Linked DNA regions of Gossypium hirsutum: region 1 is linked to region 2. The links are chromatin contacts, called in public Hi-C maps. All regions are on one chromosome and are shown on one strand. The core of a region is the stretch at or near the end of the contact, and the rest is flanking DNA. Distances in the headings are between cores, read along the strand shown.

Region 1 (5,432 bases), core at 456-2,955, 170 kb before region 2:
AAATAGTGATCAAGTCATCCATCACAAAGACAGATGAACAGTGGCCACATTTACTTTTCATTACCATGCATGTCAATGAAAGGATATTATTTACCCATGTCTCAGGCTATGAATTCTACTATTGTGAATGATTCTACGTACAATAGAAGTCGTACACCCAACGCACCAACTTTCGATTCTTTATCTATTCAAACTCAGGCTTTTTCTTACATTAAAGTGTACAAGTCCCACATACATAGTCTGCCATCCACTCAAGATTTAGGTATGTCACACTATGAACGTCTCAAGTGAATAAATCCATAAACGAATTTAGGATCTATTCTGGTTGAGTCCAATTAGATGTACTGTCAGTCCAGTCAGTCACATATGTCTCTATCTTCTTGGAGTCATCCACTCTGATGCCTAAGACAAGGCATCTCTCCAATTGGACATGATAGACAACATATTAGTCTTTCAATCGATTTTCTCATTTCCAATTAGACTAAGGACATGTTTAGGTTCGTATACTAATATAAGTTATCTTTCTATACTATGATCTAACCACGTAATACCACTTAGTATTAGTTTAAGTAATAGACAACCAGTGAGCAACATTTGCTACTATTTTCCTTTGCATGCAAAAACCATTTGAGGACAATAATACAAAGTTTATTAATTGTAATAAATGAATTTTTTTATTAATCAATATATTAGGAAAAAATTACATGTTTTACAAATGAATATACTACACTTAGGGCACTAGATCCAACATATTTGTCACTTTACCTCAAAACAGAACAGAACCAATAATTAATTGATACCCTTATCTACCCTCTTTTTCTTGAATTTGCTAATGTAGAGAGATTAGAAAACTTACAAGCATGCAAGATTTCCAATTGCTATCCCTAGTCTCTTTCCTTCATGCAAGAACATTCCTCAATCTTTCTCTCTTCCATTGAAAATAAGATAAAAGAAACAAAACAGGAAAATAAAAGAATCATCCCTAGAGTAGAATGCTTCTCCTAACTATTAGTCCTTCCGACCCCTATCACCAAAACTAATTCACAGCCACATAGAAATACCTTAATCATCATGTCTCCCACTAATATATACGTAGTTATTATATTAGTGGGATTTGAAGTGAGATTTGAACTTAAATTTTTAATAGAATTGTATTTTTTTTCATTTTTGTGTAACTCTATTTTAGCTTTAAGAAGGAATTTGCTCAATGCATTGGTTCATATTTTGGTTCATAATCGATATACGGTGTGATAATAAATTTATATTATTTTATTCAGACTTAGAATTGTATTAAAAATTTGGAAGTTTACTTGATTACTTTATTTTCATCTAGATTTTGTACAATAAAAAAATAGATCACTATATGAACTAACTTATGTAAGCTTTTTTACTAATCGTGCTAGATCAAACTTTTATTCTCGGTTGAGAATTTTTTCTACTTCATTTAAAAATGAAATTTAATTTTTGTTAATGACGAATCAAATTTGGAAGAGGAGATGACGATTCATAGGGCGAAGAACATATCGAGAGTCGTAAGGGAAGGTGTTCTATTCTTAAGATAAAGAGTAAGAGGAAAAACATAAGACCTTTCCAAGGCTAAGGACTAGTATTTATAGGTGAGAGTGGCCCTCTCTTAGTCTTGGATTTTGACACATGTCTCATCTTGGTCAGACACTTGGGGAGCATAATAACCCTTTAGATAAGCGGCGATAGGATGGAGACGATTAGGCAAAGTCCCATGTGTGAGTCATGCAAGAAACCTCTCAACACCTGTCATTATGAGGTAGATCATAAGAGTTTTACATGTTATGCATGTATATGTTCACGAAACCCGACCTTGGCAAATTGTTGCTCTTGACAAGGCTGACAAAGTTGTGCCACAATGAGATAAGGGGGCGAAGCTTACATTACCAAAGTATTTTATAACAATTACCCCCAAGTTAAGGGAAGATGATATAAAGCAACCTTCCTTGAGAGGATCATCATTTTTTGTTTATAATGATGAATGCGCGTGGAATGTATGTTTGGTGAAGAGTAGCATGTGTTGTGCAAATGAGACTTTTGGACAGTGTCTTTCTTGAATTTTGAAAGGTCGTCATTTAAGTTTCCGCCAGCTAATATGACGGACACATGTCCAACCATTATTGATTAGTGGTTTTGGCAGGTCATAATTTATGGAACTCATGTTGTCTCCTTATGTGGATTCCATGATTTGAAAAAATATTCTATATATCAAACTTTAATTGGTTGATTTAATAATTCACTAATATTGTTAACATCAGGTAATATAATAAAACACATATTGATAATTTAGATACTACATTAGACTTTTTCAATGTACAAGTATTATTAACAAATATGATTTATTTTTTATTTTTTATTTTTTATTTTTTATTTTTCATTTTTGCCATCAAAATTTAAGAAAAGACAATGTGAGTTCTTCAATTCTCTTTAATGTTTGTGCACAAACAATATTCTTTTATATGGTTTGAAAGCCTAAAGAGTCCATATAGTAATTAATGATTTAGCCTGACTTTTCTTTTTCTTTAGCGGCAAGTAATTTTCTTTTACGCTTATAGGCTAGATGTGCACATCAGGACATGGATCGAGTCGTATTTAGTCGAGAGTCAAATCTAATTAAATTGTTATTTGAAAATCTTTTATGTTTCAACAATTATTCATAAAATATTAAATTATATTTTTATATTAGTATTTGAAAATTTATTTCATGTACCGTTTAAACTCCATAAATAAGTTGAAAATTTAATAAATATATTATAGGATATAATAAAAATAAAAAAATTAATTATATAAATAAATATAACACTTGTCACTTGTAAAATTAAAAAAAAATATTCATAATGTATCAAATAATTATCCTTCATATTAATATACTTTGTAATTAAATTTAAATTAAAACAATTTTTGTTGCTAAGTGGTAATTTCGATCCTTTCAAACCAGCCGAATTATGAATAACTTTATCTAAGGCGGGCCTCAATCCAAAAAAGTAGGGCCTATTAGATGGAATAAGTAGTCCAAACCTTAGACAATTTAAATATTGAGATATAATATAAATTATTTGGCTTTTAAATCTCATTACTTTAAATGTAGGGCCTATTTTTTTTTTGTTAAGTCGAAATTTATTAGAAATGAAACGTTTAAAATCGGGATACAAAATTAGCGAATATCAATTGATTGAGTTTTAGTTTAATTAGTATCGACATCATCATCAATAAAAAAAATGTAAGTTCGAGTAAAACGTATTTATCCTCTTATTTAAATATTGAAAAAAGAATATAAGTAGTTCTAGATATTATATAAAAAATAGAGAATATCAAATTCTCAAAGAACACCAAAATATAATCAGAATTAATTAAAAAACAAAATATATTCATAACTTTGATTAATTCTATTAGCAAATATATTCATAACAAATAGTCAAATTTAAAATTTATTGATGGATTAATACATATCATTAAAACGAAAACCTAGCTATTGCTAACTATGGTTTTATGAACTTTCAAAATAAATCAATTAAACCACACTTCTCTTAAACATTCATTTCATTTTATCAAGATATGATTTAATAATAACTATACCTTTTACCCTACTTTAATAATTAATACTACTACAACACCAAACTCAACAAAACCCCTAATATTTTAATCTATAATAGCCAAGTAAAATATATAACATAATTACCAAATAAAGATAATTTGTTCAAAGTGGACAAAACTAATTGTGTTAGCATTAGCTTTATAATTGGGTAACTAGCAATATAATTGCCATTACTTTCAATAAAACCTAATCCATAATGGCGTTGGTGAACAAATTTTAGAATAAAAAACCAATTTAAAGTCAAATCAAGCCGTCGTGTGGTTTAATATGCGCCACATCCGCTTTGTTGCTTTATCATTATGATGATCTCAACCACTATATTTCGACAATTTAGAGTTGACAATTAGCGCAAAGTCAATAATTTGTTTTTTTTTTAAGTCAATGTCATCTAATTGAATAATTTTATTATTAAAGACAAATTTATAAACTAGTGGACTGGAAATGGTTTGCCGTTTAGCAAAGAAAAGCTACTTCAATGGAAATTGGATATGGATATATATATATTTGATTATTTTATTGTAATATGTTAGTTTCGATTGATTAGTGTTTGGTTGGCTAGAAATAGTATTTAGTTGGCTAGAAATGGACTTTTTGGATTGATATTTGCATACAGCTATTCAAATTACAAGTAAAGTTAGGACCTCCATATTTGAGCTCCCACTAAAATTTAAACCAGGAAAATGTAATTAATTTAGCATGCTTTTATAATTTTATGTATAATTGATGTTTTAATTTGTGAATTATCAATTTAACAATAAAATTATAATTTTTTCACGTAAAATTTCGAATCATTTTTCTAAGAAAATAAATATACGCATGGATTTGATTTTGTATTATATGGATAAATATATAATCATTTAATGCATATATATAAACCGAATAGTTTTGCCAATAAATTTGTTTAATGGTAAATAGGAGTTTTAATGTCGCACATTCAAATCATGGATTTATTTGAAAATAAATTGTCTAAAATTATTTAGTTTTGTCATTTTGAATTCAGTTAGTGCTTGTATTTTTGTTTTGGGTGGAGAGACTAAAAATCATAAGATAAAACTAAAGTCAACCTAAAGAGAGCCTCACAAAACGCACGGGGCCCATCTTATAAGAATAAAGAGAGAAACTATTAGTTTTTGTATTTCATATAAATTTGAAATTTAACTTTTTATTATTATGAATTTGGTTTTTTTACTTTCATATTTTATTAAGATTTTTTTTAAATTTGTTTATATGACATTTTGAAATAAAAAAAATACTCACTTGTAGCGGTGTAATTAAAATAATGATGTTATGAACTCAAATTTTAAAAAAAAATTAACAATGTTAATAATTAGATTTGAACTTTAAAATTTAAAAGGTAAGACTAAATTCTTTAAAAAATACAAAGAATAAATTTCAAATTTATAAAATAAAAATATAAAGACTTATAACCTATTTTAAACTACAAATAAAATAAGATAAGCATATTATTCACACAACTTCAATTACAAAACTATAACTAGTTAGACTTTCTATTAACCCCACCCTTAGCAAGGCAATTAGCATTCCCATTTAACTCCTTCGAAATTTCACTAATCTCCCAACTCTAACTCTTACTGTGATGAATGCAAAACTCTACAATAGACCCAACACACCTTGAGGCTTTTAAAGGGCACCCAAACCAAAAAATAGCATTACACCAATCACTTTTAACAAATATGTTAGGCCTGAAAATATCAAAAAGTACTGAATTGGTATTTTTAAATTTTTTATAAACTTTGTTTAAAAAAAAAGAATGGAGAAAAGCTTTTACAATCCTTTTTATAGTGGTATGACA
Region 2 (5,576 bases), core at 2,976-5,475:
ATCAATCTCGTTTTGCATTGCCTTTCTCCTTAATGATAAACTTTGTTTATGTGATACCATACTGCCCAGAACTTCATGACTAACCATTTACACTGCCCTTCTTTCATATTCAAAAATAAATTTGCTAACCACATATTCTAATTTTTTTCCGGGCTACTGGATGAGCCATCAATCCCCACTCATTGCAGGACACATTTAATGTATGTGCATTCTCAGAAGACGTGACTCACTGATTGCTCCATTGTACGGCAGAGAGGACAAAGATTCACAACCTGTAAATTTCTATTTTTTAAATTGTTAAAAGTAGGGAGGAAGTTATTGGCGATTCTCCAAAATATAATTTTGATTTTTCTTGCAACCTATAATCTCCATAATTTTTTGTAAAATTTCTGTAGTAGCGTAGGTTGATGTATCCCCTCCCCTTGCCCTATTATCGTATCCGCCTGTAACAGCCATTTGTATCTACTTTTTGCGAAATATACCCCTCTTTTATCACCCCACCACACCCTTTCATCGTGAATATCCACTACAGCAAGTGGGATGGACAGAATTTTGGAAATTTGCTCTTCATCAAAAAGCTGTCGTAACACATCAATTCTCCAGGTAATATGATTAGAATTAATGAGGTCTGCTACTGATTTAAAATTAATATTAATATGCTGAACTCTTACTTTTTCATTCCCAAGTCTCAGGATCTAAGCTTCATTCTAGATGTTGATCGACTTTCTGTTCCCCACTTTCCATCCTATTCCTTCCTCCAAAAGTTTCCTCGCACTCTAAATACTTCTCCAGGTAAACGAAGGGTGAGATCCTAACCTCGCATTTATAAAATCAATATGTGAAAAATACTTTGCTTTCATAACACGCGCAAATAAGCAATCTGGTTTCGTAATTAATCTCCACCCTTGTTTTGCAAGTAAAGCTATATTAAACTTCACCAAATCCCTAAAACCCAACCCTCCTTGATCTTTCAATTTACACATTTTTTTCCAATCACACCAATAAATTCCCTTCCCTGTTTTAGAATTTCTCCACCAAAATTTCCTTATAATATTTTCAAACTGACGACTTAGTGAAACAGGAAATAAGAAACATTGCATAGTATAAACTAGAATGGCTTGTAATATAGCTTTAATAAAAACTTCTTTTCCTCTAAGAGATAACTGACGAACACTCCAACTTTCAATACTTTTAATAAATCTATCTCTGAAACTTGCAAACGCCTCCTTTTTTTGCGGTCCAATCTTAGTCGGTAGACCCAAATATCTCTTTAGATTACGCGAAACCCTTACCTCAAGAATCGCTCCGATCTGCTCTTGCCTATCGATTTGAATATTGGTATTGAAAAAAATCAGTGATTTCTCAAAATTAATCAACTACCCTGTAACCCCTTCATATTTGTTCACAACTGTTTTAATAGCACTTGCACCTTCCAAACTTGCTTCCCCAAATAATATACTGTCATCAGCAAAGAACAAATGAGTTAAAGTAAGTCCTCCTCTCCCCATCCTTACGCCTTTAATAGCTCCCTCTCTTTTCGCCAATTGAATGAGTGAAGAAAAACCCTCTACACAAATAAGAAATAAGTATGGACTCAAAAGGTCCCCTTGTCTCAAACCCTTTGAAGGCTTAAAATTTTCTCCTCTAATCCTATTAAACAGAACCAAATATTCCACCGATCGGATGCACCCCATCACAAGATTCAGCCATTCATCACAAAAATCCATTTGTTTCATTACTTGTTCAATAAAATTTCATTCAACCCTATCATAGGCCTTGCTCATATATAATTTTAATGCAAAATAGCCCCGATTTCCTTCTCTTTATTATTTTAATGTTTGTAAAACCTCATAGGCAATGATCGCATTATCTATGACTTGTTGTCCATGAACAAAAGCTGCTTGCGCCTCACCAATGCATTTGTCCAACACAGTTCTAAATCTGTTTACAATTATTTTGGATATGATTTTATACACCACATTACATAAACTAATCTGCCTGAATTGTGTCATGCAGTTTGGGGAATCAACTTTTGGAATAAGCACTATACTAGTATAGTTAATAACGTTGAACTCCTTTTTCCTATTATGAATTTCTAAACAAAACTTTGTAACCTCCTCCCCCACAATATGCCAATACTTGTGGAAGAAAAGGGCTGGGAAACCGTCCATACCTGAAGCTTTCAGTGGTGCAATACCTTTAATTGCCGTTAGAATTTCCTCGGGTTTAAACTTCTTGACAAGCTCGACATTCATGTTTTCTTGAATGTATATCGAAATTCCTGACAGTACTCTATCAGTGTTCCTCATATTTGAGGCTATGAATAAGTTTTTTAAAATGAATGTCATATTTTGAGAATGTCTAGTGCAATTAACTCATGTATTAGATTTACTTAAAAAGAAAAACATTATTATTGATAAATAGTTAATTGCACTAAACATCCTTAAGCTATGACATTCGTTCTAAATTGGTCCCCAAACTTCAAAACATTCTAATGACATGGTTAAACTATCAATGTTATATCAATCAAGTCTTTCTATTATTAAAACCATTAATTTAATCGTTAAATAACATGTCAAATCTTATGAGGCATAATTTAAAATAAAAATTTTAAATAAAAGTAATACGTCACCACATAACTTTTAAAAGTTAAAACTAAAAATAAAGTAAAATCGAAAAAGGAGAGAGTGAATAATAAAACTTTTATAACAGCTTCGAAAATCTCAAAACCAAGATTTTTACAATAATCATTTTTCTTTAAAATTTTCATTTTAAACTATGCCACATGATATTTGACATCTCATTTAATTACTAAATTAACAATTTTAATAACGGATGGACCTTATTGATATAACATTTATAGTTTGAAGGTATAATTAGAATGTTTAATGAATAGCGCAATTAACTCCTAATACATCTATCTATCTATATATATATTTATATTAATAGGAAGCCTTTGACTATGGATGTGTTTGATAAAAACTTAGTTGAAAAAATCCCAAAAGATCATTTTTAATAGGGTAAACTACACTAGTAGCCACCCAACTAGTAGCCACCCAACTATCATGTTGTTTCTTTTTTGGTCACTCAACTATGAAAAGTTACAAATCGGTCAAGTAACTATTCAATTTTTTTTCCTTTTTAGTCATATGTTGTTAAATGGTTAATAGAAAGATGACATGACAATTTTTGAAATTGGCATTATAAAAAATTTAGTCATTAACATTTACACATTGTGTCAATTTATTCTTAATTTTTAAAAATTTAGTGCTCAATGTTTACAAACTAGACAATCCTCAAATGCCTTGCTTTCCTTATACTTCAAATGACTAAGAACTTAATATCTTTCAATGATAATTAATCCAGTTTTTGTTAGCTTGAGCTAGCCATTGACGAAGCAAATCAAAGCTCATTTTTTTTAAGTTGTTAGACATACAATTAGATTAAATTAATGAAGTGGGTACTTTTTTTAATTTTCAAGTAATTGAATTAGGTACTAAAATTTGGGTTGTTTTGTTTCTTGTTGTTGTTCATTTTTACATTGAATCAAATGCAAGGACAATGTCAAAAAAATGCTACAAAGAAAAATAAAATTGCAAAATGATCAAATTACACACTATTAAAGCTTTAAGGGTTTAATTTATTTTAGAATCTATCAAATTAGCATAATATATAAATGTTGAAGGTTAAAATTGTTAATATGTCAATTTTAAAAGTTACCGCAACAACTTTTTGTTATAACAATGTTAATTGGTGACAAAAAAAATTGAATAATTATATGAAATTTTATAATTTTTCATAGTTGAGCGACAAAAAAAGAAACTTACTAATAGTAAGTGACTACAGTATAATTTTCTATTTTTATTATATTACAAGATATTTATATATTTATTTATCTATATTAATATAATTACTTTAATTCAGCATCTAATTGTGCCCCAATTTAATTGTGAAACATTCAAAGACTTTTTAAATAAATAAAATATTAATATAAAATTTATGTGATTTTAAATAGTTTATATAAAGTTTTTGTAAAAAGATTTACTTAAAAAACATAATATCAATGTTTGATCTTAAGGTAACTGTAACTAGAACTCAACCAATACTACAGTATAAATGATGTATCTAAAAACAATTGAAAAAGAAAAGCAGAAAGAGAGAGAGTAGAGTAGGCGAATGCGAATGCAAATGAAAGGGCTGAAAGTGATGTCCACGTAAGAAACGACGTGTAAGCGCGTCAAAGTAGGTCCCATGCCTACTTACGTACATACCCACATCCTTTCACATGATCCAACATTTAATTATTTCAATTTCAGTGGCTTTCGAAATTGGGAATTGAGGAATATAATATATATTTTCTTTTGAAAGAATTGAGGAATATAATATAATATAATATGGGATCCTTTTTTCGCGTTCTTTTTACGCAACTATTAACTCCTTTCATTTCTCAACGTTTTGACTTTTAATTTATTTCAACCTTACCTCTGCTCGCTTTACAATTCTTGAATCATGGTGTTTAGACGCTTTCTTTTTTTTTTTATAATTTTAAAAATTTTGGTTACTCCAATTTATTTTTATTTAGGGTCATATTTAAAAGTTTAAAATATACTGTATGTTTTTGTATTTTTCTTAATTTTAAAATTTTGTATTTTTATTTTTAAGAACTTAATTCTTTTATTTTTTAGATTTTAATATTTATGTTCAATTATTAATATTATTAAATTTATTTTATTAAATTTATTGATATAACATTTAAAAAAATACTTACTTAATAATTATGTAAAAGGCTATAAAATTTCTTTTATCAAATAAAATTTAGAGATTCAAATCTTAAAATTAATATAAAAATAAAATTATAAAAGAAAGGTTGAAAAATTCAATCAAAGCTAACCGATCTCAACCCTAAATGAGATGCCCTTACTTTAGAAGGTAATAGTTTCCCTTCACCTAAATTAATTTAAAATATCTGTGTAATATAAACCTATGGGTATCCCATCCAAAATATTCATGAGGTTGGAAGGAATAGATGCACTCATAGAAATGTGTGATCAAGCGAGCTCAAGTCAGCCCTTTTTTTTTTCTTTTATATATTTTAGTTTTAAAATTGTGTATAAAACCAACCTTTGAGATATGTGAAGAACCCAATGCCTATATTTTGGCTTTCCTCCAAATTAAATCCCAACAATCTTTTCTCAGAAGTTCTCTCTCAACCTGGCGCCGCAATTGACGTTATCTTCAGCTATCCCTATCTCTATCCTGTTGGCTACCTGTATTTTGTCATCGCCACATGATTTCACCTATATAATAATACTAAAATGTAAAAAAATTATGAGGTCTAAATTTTTTATATTTAAGTTACATCTTGAATTTATATTTATTTTTATATTGATATCCGAAATTTTTCAGTCTAAGTTAAGTTTTAAATTTGACAAAATTTTCACATATGAAGATAATTGTCAAGTTTATACCCTAATATGAAAACTATTGTCAAGTTTAAGTTTAACTTGGATAAAAAAATTCAAGCTTCAATGTGAAAAAATATTGTCCAAGTTCAAGCTTTAATATAAGAATAACCG

What was found. A called contact is a pair of places that touch in the nucleus more often than the background predicts.
Region 1: a contact with region 2 is called in a Hi-C map of leaf, with 2.3 times the contacts expected there. The contact joins two enhancer-like sites. A contact is called at or near these places in 7 of 34 Hi-C or Micro-C datasets (callus, hypocotyl, leaf and 1 more).

What each region holds. Positions count from the first base shown.
Region 1 is chrD11:36,909,919-36,915,350 of Gossypium_hirsutum_v2.1, reverse strand. No RefSeq gene overlaps it. Among protein-coding and RNA genes, the nearest start is that of LOC121224054, 18 kb to the left of the region's middle. Within about 2 kb of position 1,705, at least 6 of the 9 cell types and tissues checked have an H3K27ac peak or open chromatin away from gene starts, as enhancers often do. A contact at or near this core is called in hypocotyl and leaf, where this site is marked.
Region 2 is chrD11:36,742,705-36,748,280 of Gossypium_hirsutum_v2.1, reverse strand. LOC107913660 (a long non-coding RNA gene) reads left to right here. Exons shown (of 4, transcript XR_005920537.1): 2 at 1-603; 3 at 693-803; 4 at 2,017-3,471. Among protein-coding and RNA genes, the nearest start is that of LOC107913660, 3.6 kb to the left of the region's middle. Within about 2 kb of position 4,225, at least 5 of the 9 cell types and tissues checked have an H3K27ac peak or open chromatin away from gene starts, as enhancers often do. A contact at or near this core is called in hypocotyl and leaf, where this site is marked.